Regions from separate parts of the Callithrix jacchus genome. Here region 2 is linked to region 1. The links are chromatin contacts, called in public Hi-C maps. All regions are on one chromosome and are shown on one strand. Each heading gives the region's core, a stretch centred on a gene start, on an enhancer-like site or on the middle of the called end of the contact. The rest is flanking DNA. Distances are from core to core; before and after follow the strand shown.

Evidence for each region. A called contact is a pair of places that touch in the nucleus more often than the background predicts.
Region 2: a Hi-C map of skeletal muscle shows a contact between it and region 1, with 3 times the contacts expected there. The contact joins two enhancer-like sites. A contact is called at or near these places in 2 of 3 Hi-C or Micro-C datasets (both in skeletal muscle).

What each region holds. Positions count from the first base shown.
Region 1 is chr20:5,964,329-5,970,398 of calJac240_pri, reverse strand. It overlaps LONP2 (lon peptidase 2, peroxisomal), which reads right to left. Exons shown (of 18, transcript XM_035281945.3): 8 at 979-1,120. Among named protein-coding and RNA genes, the nearest start is that of ABCC11, 32 kb to the right of the region's middle. Within about 2 kb of position 2,763, at least 3 of the 16 cell types and tissues checked have an H3K27ac peak or open chromatin away from gene starts, as enhancers often do. A contact at or near this core is called in skeletal muscle, where this site is marked.
Region 2 is chr20:6,247,508-6,253,577 of calJac240_pri, reverse strand. It overlaps N4BP1 (NEDD4 binding protein 1), which reads left to right. Exons shown (of 7, transcript XM_002760925.6): 7 at 1-1,430. Among named protein-coding and RNA genes, the nearest start is that of N4BP1, 78 kb to the left of the region's middle. Within about 2 kb of position 2,172, at least 7 of the 16 cell types and tissues checked have an H3K27ac peak or open chromatin away from gene starts, as enhancers often do. A contact at or near this core is called in skeletal muscle, where this site is marked.

The DNA.
Region 1 (6,070 bases), core at 1,514-4,013:
GTCTAAAACATTTGCCACTCATGCAAGCTTCCTCAGGAAACTATGAGGGAATTAACACCACAAAAATGAGAGAATGGACCAAGAAAGAGCAAGAAAATGGAATACAGGAGATGGGAAATCCAATATAGTGAGAGGTGAAGGAGAACCTAGGAAGGCAGCCATAAAACTGGATGTCAAAAACAACTAGTTCAGACCGGAAGCTTAAGAAGACAAAATGGATAGAACACCTAAAGCGTCTAAATGTCTTGACAGAATCAGACGACTGTTGAAAAAGTAAACAAAAGAAACAAGACAATTGAATCTAAAAAGATTTTTAAGACATGCAGAGAAAAACAAAAACAGGAACAGAAAAAATGATCATAGTTTACCATGTGGTTCCTAACGTGAAAAGCATTTACATAATCACAATAATGTAAATATTAATATGGATGGAACAGAAATAAGATAAAGTTCATTTTGAGAGATCTGGGGTATAAAAATGATACAGTGGGGACAAAGGGAAGGAAAATGGTAAAAATCTTCATCTCCTGTTGGGGGTGGTCTATAGAAAAATGACAAAAACTAAAACAAAAATATCAAGAAGTGCAAGAAAGCCATGCTATTTTGAAAATGGGATTAATCAACTAAAAGCTAAAGAGGTCAAGTGCAGACGAGCACATGGGGGACCCCAGGGAGAAGGAGATTTCCTTGCTGTTTTTTGTCATAACTATGTAGGTCTCCAGATAATAAGTGTGCACAAAATTTTGTTAAACTATTTGATTAAAATAGAAAAGGAAAAGAAAAAAAGAAACGAGGGGACTTAGTGAAAGAAATCTTAAAAACATTTTAATTTAAATGCCAAATTGCTCAGCCCTCAGCCAGTATCCAACTATTTTTCCCATAACTAAAGCTACACCACTGTGTATATCACCTGAATATAATGATCAACTCTTCTCCATAGTCTTCCAGTATGAAGACAGGGAATTTTCCGAATCTTACCTCAAGCAGAGCTGCTGCAGGATCACCTTGTAGACTTTTTCCCAGTTTGTCAACCTCATCTAATAGGAACACCGGGTTGTTCACTCCCACAGTCTTCAAGCCGTTGATGATGCGCCCAGGCATGCTGCCAACATAGGTGCGCCTACAGTAAGCAAGAGGCACATTCACAGTGTGAGATGTCAGGAGGCAGGAGGGACACCATTTAGAAATAAAAACATAGGAATGTGAAAAGACCATTCAGCCATCACAATAATATAGCAAAGAAGTACTATGTATTTAAAAGGCACTATGATAGACTGAAAGTTATTACATTCAATTCTAATCTTCTACTAATTCTGGCTGCAAGTTGCCCATGAAATACAACACTTGAATTACCAGTTACGGTTCTTACTCTTCAGGATTCCAAAATGTCTGAAGTACCCTATGAATTCCATGGTTTCCATGATTTTTCAGAACATCCCCCTACCCAACACAACCACCTTTATACACACTGAAATGGCTGCCCCAAGGCCAGCTAAAACATCATCATCTTCATGAAGGAGATTTAAATCAGTTCAAAGAGTCACTCAGAATGTAGACCAAAAACAAACAAACAAACAAAGAAAAACTTGAGTATCTTTTATTTTCAGAGGTAATAATCTGTTAATTACAGTAAGAGGATCTGGGGTCAATAGTATTTACAACAGAATTCCATTATTCTGGCCTTTTGAACAAAACTGTATTAATCGCATATGCACTGATTGACATTAACTATGTTCAGCCAGCCATATATTTTGTTGAGTGTTAAAATGTGAGAGGCGGCTTTTTCATATTTGGACAAGAATCACCCACATAATTATGACAGATATAGAGTGTGGCATGAAATAAAAACATACATGTGTATCAAACCAAAACAGGTGCCTTTTTTACAGAGACAGCAAAACTCAAAGCAGCAATTTACTAATTTTAATTACAACCTTGATGTCTATGTTGTGCAAAGCAAATGCTGTTTCTGAAAAGGCATAAAAGCCTGACTGCCTAGGAGAAAATAATCAATGATTAGTGGAACAGCCGCAGTTATCTCATGATCTGCACAAAGCCGATTCACAGAGCAGGCCTCAATTCTGCCACATGACTGGTATAAAGTAGGACAGAGTAAATAAGAGTGATCTTTGAAAAGACAAGCAAGCCTTAAAAACATCATGGGAATGCCTTTCATCAGGGAAAACTGACCAAGGCATGGGAACCAAATACAATAAACATTATCCTGTTAATATAAGTAATTAGCACATTCAAGATTTCAGAATCAGGTACAGGAAAGACAAGACTCAGAATTGATAAAGTCTATCAAATTATTTTTATAGAGAACTTACAGATTTGCCATTACTGTGATTTTTAAGAGAGGTAGGGAAGGGAATTTTTAAAAGAATCTCAAAGCCTCTAATGGTTCATTTTTTGCGGCAGTTATTTATTTGCCTTTCCTTTTTTGATGAGTAAATCTCAAAAACTGGTACTGACAATTCTACATCTAAAGTCACAGAGAAAATAATATTCTAGGCAGGTACCCTTTCTAAAAAAAAGTGGAATCCTGGATTCTAGTCACACTGTATACAAGCAATTCCTCTTACACTTTCTATTGCTTCCCAGAGCCTACAGAATAAAGTTCAAATTCCTTTGTCTGGAGTTTGAGGCTTTTCACAATCCAGCCCCCATTCGTCTTCCCAACTTGCTGCCATTACTTTCTTGCTTCATCCACAATCAAGATCCTATTACGCCATTTAAACATTTTTACCTTTGTTAATATGGTGTCTTCCTGCCCTTAATACCTCTTTTCCTGCCTATATAAATCCCAACAATTCTAAGAGACTTTTTCTGACCACCTCTCAAAAAGTAATTGCTCTAATAATGCAATGCCTACAGCATTTACTGGCCCCATAATTCATCTGATGCTTACTTATGACCTAGTTTTTATTCATAGGTATGATAGCCTCCTCTAAAGAGCCAGTGGGTACTTTTATGACACAGATGGGATTTTACCACAGAGTAGAGGCTAGATATAGAGCTGTAAGGCTGTTCCCCACCATCATACCAGCACTCAAAGCAGCTTTTCAGGTTTGACTATGTAACTCTTAAGGTTATATAGCACAAGCTTCTGAATACTATTGTGGACAAATTACTTGACCTAAGCCTCTGTTTCCTTAACTATAAGATAGGGATAACAGTGCCAACCTGGTGGGTTATATTAACATAAGGATCATGAGAGAACACAGGCAAAGCACACAGCACAGTGCCTGGCACACAGTGAGCTTTCCAGTGATGCTCATGGTTATTAGCAACAGCTACTTAAAGTCTACTTCTGGCTTCCTGGAAAAAGTACAAGAGCAGAAATCAGTACACCTGAATTTCAGTCCCACTTCCATTTCTGCCTCATGGAAGCAACTTTTACAAATGACTTTTATAGCAGGCAACAGAGAAAAACATCGTCATTTCACCATCCACTTTTTCTACCTAGTCAATTAAAGGGCTTCCACAGGCTATAATGCAAACCATTAAAATAAAATTTATAAAGAATCTGGAATATAAAAGAGTTTAAGTGTTATAATATTAGGTGAAAATGACAGGATTATAATTCTGTTACTTAAAATCTAGTAAGTCTGGCAGAACAAAATGAAATACTGACAGTGATTACCTTTGTATGGTAGAAAAACATGAGAATTTTTTTTCTTTTTATTTTTCACATTTCTACCAAGTGAGGGTGTGTGTGTGTGTGTGTGTGTGCGTGCACGCGCGCATGTGCATCTCAAACAGGAAAATGTAATCAGTTTAAAAATGATCTTAATGATCTCAAAAAGAAAAAGTGTCTTTAAGAAACTGGGATATTAATGTATAATAGCATGTCTAAACAAATGCAATTCTTCTTCTTCTAGCAGTCATTCCTAAATCTTTTTATAGACTAATTTGGATAAGTGTAATCATCGAAAGGATTGCATAACTTCCAAAATTTTATGTGATAATATTATATGAATTACAAAACACCTATCGAGCACTCACCATGTTTAGCACCATGTTAAATAAGCACCATGTGGTATATAAAGAAGATATACAATAAATCCCCTGCCTGAGAAAGCTTGTACTTTTTATAAACGTATTCATGTTTCATCTCTACAGCTGTATGGTAGAAATGCCAGAGGCCCATATTCTATAAAGGAGCACAATAGGTGGTCAGTTTAGAGAAGAGTAAAATCATGACTGACTGCATTTATACTAACAGAGGAAGCCGTGGGTTGAGGACTTAAAATAAACCTAAGTTTTAGAGAAGCAAAGAAGAGCTACATGCAAATACAAGCTGAAAGAAGAATAGTGGGCAAACCATAATATCTGGTATACTATGCTAAAAAATATATGAGAAGCTAGCTGCTTCAGTTATTTTTCCCTTGTAGAAACTAATAATAAAATAGTTTATTTATAACTTTACCATTTCAGGTTCCATAGGAAAATGTCTCAATGTGGCAATCACAAGTTCATTTTCCTTCTCATCTTGTTTGCAAATGAGCCAAGTATCTGGTATACTATGCTAAAAAATATATGAGAAGCTAGCTGCTTCAGTTATTTTTCCCTTGTAGAAACTAATAATAAAATAGTTTATTTATAACTTTACCATTTCAGGTTCCATAGGAAAATGTCTCAATGTGGCAATCACAAGTTCATTTTCCTTCTCATCTTGTTTGCAAATGAGCCAAGTATTTCTCACGATAACATAATTTTATTATCTAAATAAATAGCTGGTAAAGTATTTCTAGGATATTTAACTCCTAGATATACTTTACCAGCTGTTTAATATCAATTAACTCCTAGAAATATTATGATCAATAATATATTCTGTTTACCAAAGAACAACAAATGAAAAACAATTATGCAAACATGATTCATAAAACTTAATCCTAAAAGAAGTTACTTTATATAAAATTTGTGTGAATTGATACAAATTATTTAAATATAATATTTAAATATAAAAATTTAAGTTGTAGAAACTTATAGAAGGGAACGGGTATTTTGTGGCTTATAAAGTGGACATAAAAATCACAATGGAGATAAACCCGAATGAGAAATGTTGAGAAGACTGAAAAACTGAGTGAGTTAATAGGGAACATAAACATTATTCTTCCGTTAAGCTACTCAAAATAATACAGACAAAAATGAACTAATGTTTAGTCAGATCACTATTATTTTCCAAGTTTAAGATTAAATGTAAGGCAAGCCTTTCTTTTTCTTCCCCATCTCCCACCTCATTATCATTTAACCCTAAAAAATATATCTTTGCTTGTTTTTAAAATCAATCCCCAACTTATCAGCATCCTCCTTCTCATTCACAGGTACTTTAAGCAAAAGGCCAGAGTTCCATAGTGAGAGTGAGTGGCAAAATCGAGAGGAAAAGCAAGGGCGATAACAAAGCAGCTCTCTCTTTCCTTGGCTAGTCCTAGACTGTGGAACACTGATGCCTACTCAGAGGCTGAGGAAAAACAAAACTTTTCATGAACTCTAACTATGAGCACGTGACCGGTACTCAAATGCCAAGACCTGGGTGTCTCCCAAATGCCTCAAGTGTCACATGGAACCACAAGTTCCCACAGGCACACCCATGGTTGTGCTGGAACTGTTGGCTGTTCTTTCTCTTCTCCTCCTATTCACCTTCAATTCATAACCCTGACCTAAGTGCATGCTCTGCCCTCACCCATCCCTCAACAACTGAACCCCACTACTCTCCACATGCTTCCAAACAGGGTTTGAAATAAAAATTTTCACAGGCTTTAATAATGTATGGGGTAGATGGGTAGTATGTCCCCAACAGCACAAGGGCTAGTTACCGTAGTAGTAAATCAAACATCTGTACACTGCTGGCTAGGTAACACTTACCAGCAAGGTGTATCTCAAATCAGGCTGAACGGAACGATTCACAAAACAAATCCTTATTACTTTTTACTTGGCAGCAATCACAGCCTCCATATATACATTTCTAAAAAGGTTATATTTACAAATATTTTAGGCAATTGTTATTGTAACATGACCTCCTTTTACGAAAGACTCAATGTCAATTCTTATTTTCTTTAGACTC
Region 2 (6,070 bases), core at 923-3,422, 280 kb before region 1:
TTCAAAAGTAGTGAGGGGACAGCTGGCCTCATGCCCATGCAGGCTTGTTGTAACATGGTGGGATGTGAGGGAAGACTCAGATCTACACACAGAAACCCTCTTCTCCCCGCCATCCCCCCAGCATTGCCACACATCTCACATGTTTTAGATTGAAACAGCCTGATTGCCGGAATAATCCTCTCCATTCCTTGCTAGTGCTTCCCCTCATCTCTCACTCTCCAACTCAGTTTGCAAACGTGGCTTTTGACCACCAAGTGAAAGCGGACTGAGAGCGGCCCCTGGGGACAGCCCAGTGCCTGGCTGCAAGGCCGCGCTGGAGCTGTCTTGGTATATGTCACAGCCCCAGCGCGTGCTGCTGTTGACCAGACTGTCCCCGCTTCCCACCACTTCTCTCCCAGACCTCTCTTACTCTTTTTGCCGAAAGGCCAGTCCTTAACACCCTGTTCTTCCTCAGCAGGTGGTTTGCAGAGGGGGTCCTGGTGGAGAGGCCAGCTGGTGTTAAGAATGCAGGTTACCGGGCACAACCCGGCAAATGCTTGCCCGGTGGTTATGGAGGAAGGCCCGGGAATCTGCAATTGAGTGTGTTCCCTGGGCAGTTCCCGTGCAGATGATCCCTGGACCACATGTTGAGAAACTTCACTCATCCTTAGGGCCACACTGTCCCTCTCCCCACTGTCCCCTCTCTGCAGTGACCTCCGGCCCTGCCCTTCAGGAGTGTACTTCCCATTCCACTGGGAAGCCCCTTGGCATCCTCAGGCTCCCGAGAACCACAGCCTGCACAGGGACCCTCCCTCCTTCCACACCCACCCTCCATGAGGTTCCCTGCTCTGCCCTCATGCTGACACCCAGGGGCAGTGAGCCCTGACTGGCCAGCCCCTTGTAGCGCTGCCCTCTACCGTCCAGACACTGCAGTGTAGCCAGATTGACCTTCCAGAAACACTTCTGCAAAGTGATCTGCAATGGCAGATAACCAGAGCACCAAGTTCATAGCCCCTGAGCTTAATGTCCATGGCTGTCCACCTCCCGGCCATATTTGATTGTCCACTTAGCCCCACCCAAACGCTCCCTGTGGCCACACGTTTCCCATGACCTTTAGGCTCTGCAGTTGGACTTCTCTCCACTAGAAATGCCTTTCTCCCAAATGACTTCCCTCCTGAAAGGCCTGGCCTGAGTCCTCCTCGTCCCCTTGTCCAATGCTTCTGCCAGAAGCAGCCCCATGGTGTTCTGTGACCGCACAGCACTTTGTGTCTTGCTTTGGGCACTTGCCCTGGCTGGTGCCACAGCCGCTGATCATGTATTGTGTCTTGCCGCCCTTTCTAGACTGTGAGCTCCTCGCGGGCAAGGACCGCCTGTGTTCTCCGTATTTCCCACGGCGCCTAGCACAGAGCCTTGCACTTGATAGGTGCTCAATAAATGTCTGCCTAAGTGAACTGGAGAACAGTGCCTTCTTGACTGCGGCATCTGGCAGCAGGACCAGTAAGAGGCCAGGAATCTACCACACTGCAGTGTGGGAAAGTGGGCTGGTGCTCTGCTGGGGTCACTCCACTCCCTTCTCCCTCCTCTGCCAGGCTCCAGCACATGGCATATTGGGCACACGGGTCCAGGGAGGGGCGCCTGGAGTGGGCTGCGTACCAGGTGCCCTCAGTCTTCCTAGCCAGGGCAGGCACCTGGCCCAAGCTACCCCAGTCCGAGTCACTCCTGGGGAGTTCCTCTATGGTGGTGGGAATCACGGGATGCCAGGCCCAGATCTCTCAGAAGCCATTTTCTGCCCTGGGGGAAGCCGGCCTGTGACAGGAAAGAAGTGGAGACGTGAGAGAGGTTTCTGGCAGCATGAGCTCCGGGTTCCTGTTGTCGGGAAAGCCCTTCCTCAGATGTCGCCACACCCCAGTATTCTAACACACTTCCCTTTTTGCTTAAGCTGGTCATTCCAGTTGGATTTACATCCCTTGAAATTGAGGGTCTTGAGTAACATGTGTTACTGTCTTTAGCAAGGATTTGCAGACGGAGTGGGAAAAGCTCCACAGACATATACAAATGGGGCTTCAGGAGTGTCCACTCCAGTCAGAAAATGCTAGGAGAGGCCGACCAGCATACTCCACCATTGGAGTTGAGTAACTTGAAACTCAGATCTGGGGCCCCTCAGCAGAGAACTTGGCCTGGTGCTCGAGCTGTCCCCTGCCACCTTGACTCAGCACCCTCCCGCTGCCTCTTCAGTCCCCTTGACAGCAGTTCTTTTGCCCGGTTTCCTAGTTGGGCAGATGCCAGCACTGTTGATTTGGAGTTTGACTTTCTGTACACTTCAGAAGTGTAAATAAGCATTATTTTATTATGCCTGTGTTACAGATGAGGAAACGTAGTTCCTTATCTCGAAGAAACTAAGGAAACTAAGTTTCCTCATCTGTAACACAGGCATAATAATGCTTTCGGCCGGGCACGGTGGCTCAAGCCTGTAATCCCAGCACTTTGGGAGGCTGAGGCGGGTGGATCACGAGGTCAAGAGATTGAGACCATCCTGGTCAACATGGTGAAACCCCGTCTCTACTAAAAATACAAAAAAAAAAAAATTAGCTGGGCATGATGGCGTGTGCCTGTAATCCTAGCTACTCAGGAGGCTGAGGCAGGAGAATTGGCTGAACCCAGGAGGCGGAGGTTGCGGTGAGCCAAGATCGTGCCATTGCACTCCAGCCTGGGTAACAAGAGCGAAACTCCGTCTCAAAATAAATGAATAAATAAATAAATAAATAATGCTTTTTACTTCAAGGGTGACATGAGGAGTAAGCATGTAAATACCTGTGAGGTGCCTAGAACTGTGCCCAACTCAGAGCCCCACTCAATGGCTGCTATTGGGGCTCTAATCAGCAACCCTGCAGATGCTCATATAACTATTCACCACCCTTCCAGGTCATCCCACACCCCCACCAGCCGGCTCTTATCTCCAGGTCCTGAATGCACTCCTTTGTTGCTCTGGGCCAATGATGAGGGTGCTTAGGTTAGGGCCTAAGTTTCTTGCAGTGCCTCAGTAGGGCCGTGGGAAGTCCACCTGTGGTCTAGAGAGGGCATAGTTCCTTGAACAAGGCAGGCCCCCAGGAGAGTCCCTTGGGTGCCATCAACAGAGAAAGCACCTGGAGGAAGTGGATGCAGCCACTGCCTGCCCGCAGGGTGCTGAGAAAGCTGAGCCCAGCAGCCAGCGCCACGCCCTCACCACCCATGTGCCCGGCAAGCTTCTGTCTCCTTTAATCCTGACCACACTCCTGACATGCTGCTGGTAGTATCTCCATTTTGCAGAGGAAGAAACTGAGGTATAGAGATGCTCAGGAACTTGCTTTCAAGCTAAGATGTCCAGGATTTAGGATTTGAATTCCAGTGGGCCATCCCACCTCCCTGAAAGGCACAGCTGCCCCAGAGGTGACTCGGCAGCCAGGATGGCGCCTAAGATCCCTCGCCACTTCAGGGAAAAGAATTGAGGGCCCAAGACAGACCTGGGTCAAGGCTGTCAGTCTTCAGGGCATGGCGAGGCCGTGGAAGGAAGCTGCCTCCCCACTTCCTGTGTTGTGGGCCTGTGTCCAGCCCTGTTCCTGTGGGAGGTTGCCAAGAGCATATTTGTTAAAAGAAGTTGACCAGTTCTGCAGAAGTTCTGTCGGGAGTGAGCCCGTGCATGCATCAGAGCCACCTTCCGCTTCATTTCGGGAAACACAGCTAAGTTGATGTTGATTGGAAACTGAACGTGGCCTTTTTCCAGGCTCAGGCTCTAATCCCCTCCACATCGAGGGTGCCAGGGCTGGGGGCATTCACTGGGAAATGGGCTGGGCAGGCAGGGATTTGCCCAGAAACAGAGCAGAAGTACCCATAGCCGGTGCTGGAGCCAAAAACCCAGAGGCTTAGGCCTTCTTGAACCAGCCCCCTTCCACCCCCTCCTGCCTGGTGGCTTCAGCTTGCAGAGTCGCAGGACTCCAAACCACAGACTCTAGCCTTTGGGGCTTTCCTTCCCCAGCCCCAAGTCCCCAGGGAGCACTGTTTGGCCCCACATCCCGAAAGCCAGTCTGGGGTCAGGCCTGGGCAGGCCCTGTCCTCCCCTCCTCCCTGCTCCTAGTGAGAAGAGGAGGAGGAGGCCTCCCCCGAAAAGAATGTGCTTGTCTGCCCGCCTGTCTGGCTCCTGGATCAGTCTAAGGTTTCAGCCACCAAAACAGGCAGCAGGAAGGAGAGGGCCTCCTGCAGCCGACCCCCAGCAGCTGCACACGCTGACTTGTTCACGGGACTTCCCCAAACCAGGGTGTCTCTTGACGCCAGCAGGCCCCTCTCCCCTTGCCAGCCCCTCAGGAACCCTGGCACCTCATGCCTCGACTCTGAGAAGGGCTGGGCACCCATACTTCTTCCCACTAAGAGACCCAACTGGTGAGGGGTGGGGCCCAAACCCCTCATCCTCTCTGGATGCTCCACCTTCCCAGCATCTCCAGGGTTCCTCCATCCCTGATCTTGAGCAGCCACTGCATGCAGGGGACAGTGCCAGGGAAGGGAGAGAACAGCCAGAATGGCCCTTTTCCTGAAGGCCCTATGCCCAGCCACCCTGTGGGGTGAGGGCATCGCCTGCTCCTGTACTTCCTCTCTGTGATCTTGAGAAAGTTACACAGCCTCTCAAGGCCTCAGGCCCTCATCTGTGACGGACTAGTGCCACTGCCCTCAGAGCTGGTGGTCTGTGACCCCGGCTGTGCATTGGGATCCCCCCAGATTCAGCTCTGCCCAGGCCACACCCCACACCCAGGAGATCAGAATCTGACATCCATGTTTTCTGGTAATCCCAGGTGATCTGGTGTGCCCTCACAGTTGAGAACCAACTCCCTACTAAAAAGTGGTTGCAACCAGGACTGAATCCTAAGAAATGGGCCTGGCTCCTGGGAGAGTCCTTCCCATCCTGAGTCCCACAGTGAGGAAGGCACCTTTGCACCCAGGCCAATGAGTGTCCCCTAGAATACATGCTGCTCCAGTCAAGGTCCCTCAGGGCCTCATCTGACCTTTGGTGGTTTTCAAAACCAAGGCCCTGCAGAGGCAGGACACAGAGTGGGGCATGGAGTTGGGGACCCCGGGACCCGTCCAGCTCCCTCCTAATTCCTGAGTGCCAGCAAAACTGGCCTTGGCTTTCAGTGTTTCTCCCAACCTGGCCCAGCTATATGTCCTCAATTCCTGCCAGAAGCCGGCTTAATTACATCTGGGGACAATTTCTGCACAAGATGAGGGAGAGCAGCTGGTACTCATTGAGCTTGCAAGCTTCTTTCCATAAAGCAGCACCTTCATTCTCCCCACCCTCCACTCCCCACAAACCCTGGTCACCGTCCTACAGGCACTAGGGGCCTGAGAATCCCCCAGGGCCAGCCACACCGCTAAGCAGGGAAGGAGGAGGCCACCAAGTGGAGAGCCCTTGTGTCACAGTCGCAGTGTGGACAGAGGCCCGGCTGGCTTGGGTTGCCCATGACCATCAGCTGTTGGGTAAGGCAGGACTGAGTCCAGGTCTTACTCCCACTTTTGTTCTTTCCACTGCCTGCCCTGAAGATAAGGGTTTCTTTTCTCTGTGAGCCTTTTCTGGTTGTCTGACACTCCCAGGTTTACCCCTCAGCCCCAGCCCAGGAACTCTGGCTTTGAGGGCCAGCCAGAGCATCTCACACCCGTAGAGATGGGGATGTTGGAGCGGGACTGCCAGTCACCTGGTCTCTCCCTCTGAGAACTCTGGCTCTAAGAGGCACAAGCCATAGCTGGAAGAGGCCCTTGTCCACCATTTGGCCTCTGCAGAGGTGAAGTCCATCCCCGACCTTCGAGCACTTGAGCTTACCAGAATAACTATCCCCAGCCCAAACCACCCCTTTGGAATTTGGCATCCCAGTATCACAGAGACCACCAGGGAAATCTGTGTCAGGGGCCGGGGCTGAGGCCTGAGAACCCATCCTAACGTGAAATGCCACACATGGGCCTGGACCCCATTCTCCACAGCCTCTTCCCAAGACTGAAGACCCAAGCCATGCCACTTTGTTCTCAGGCATCTCCCACAAGGACCCCCAGTCCCAGCCAAGCTGCTCAGCAT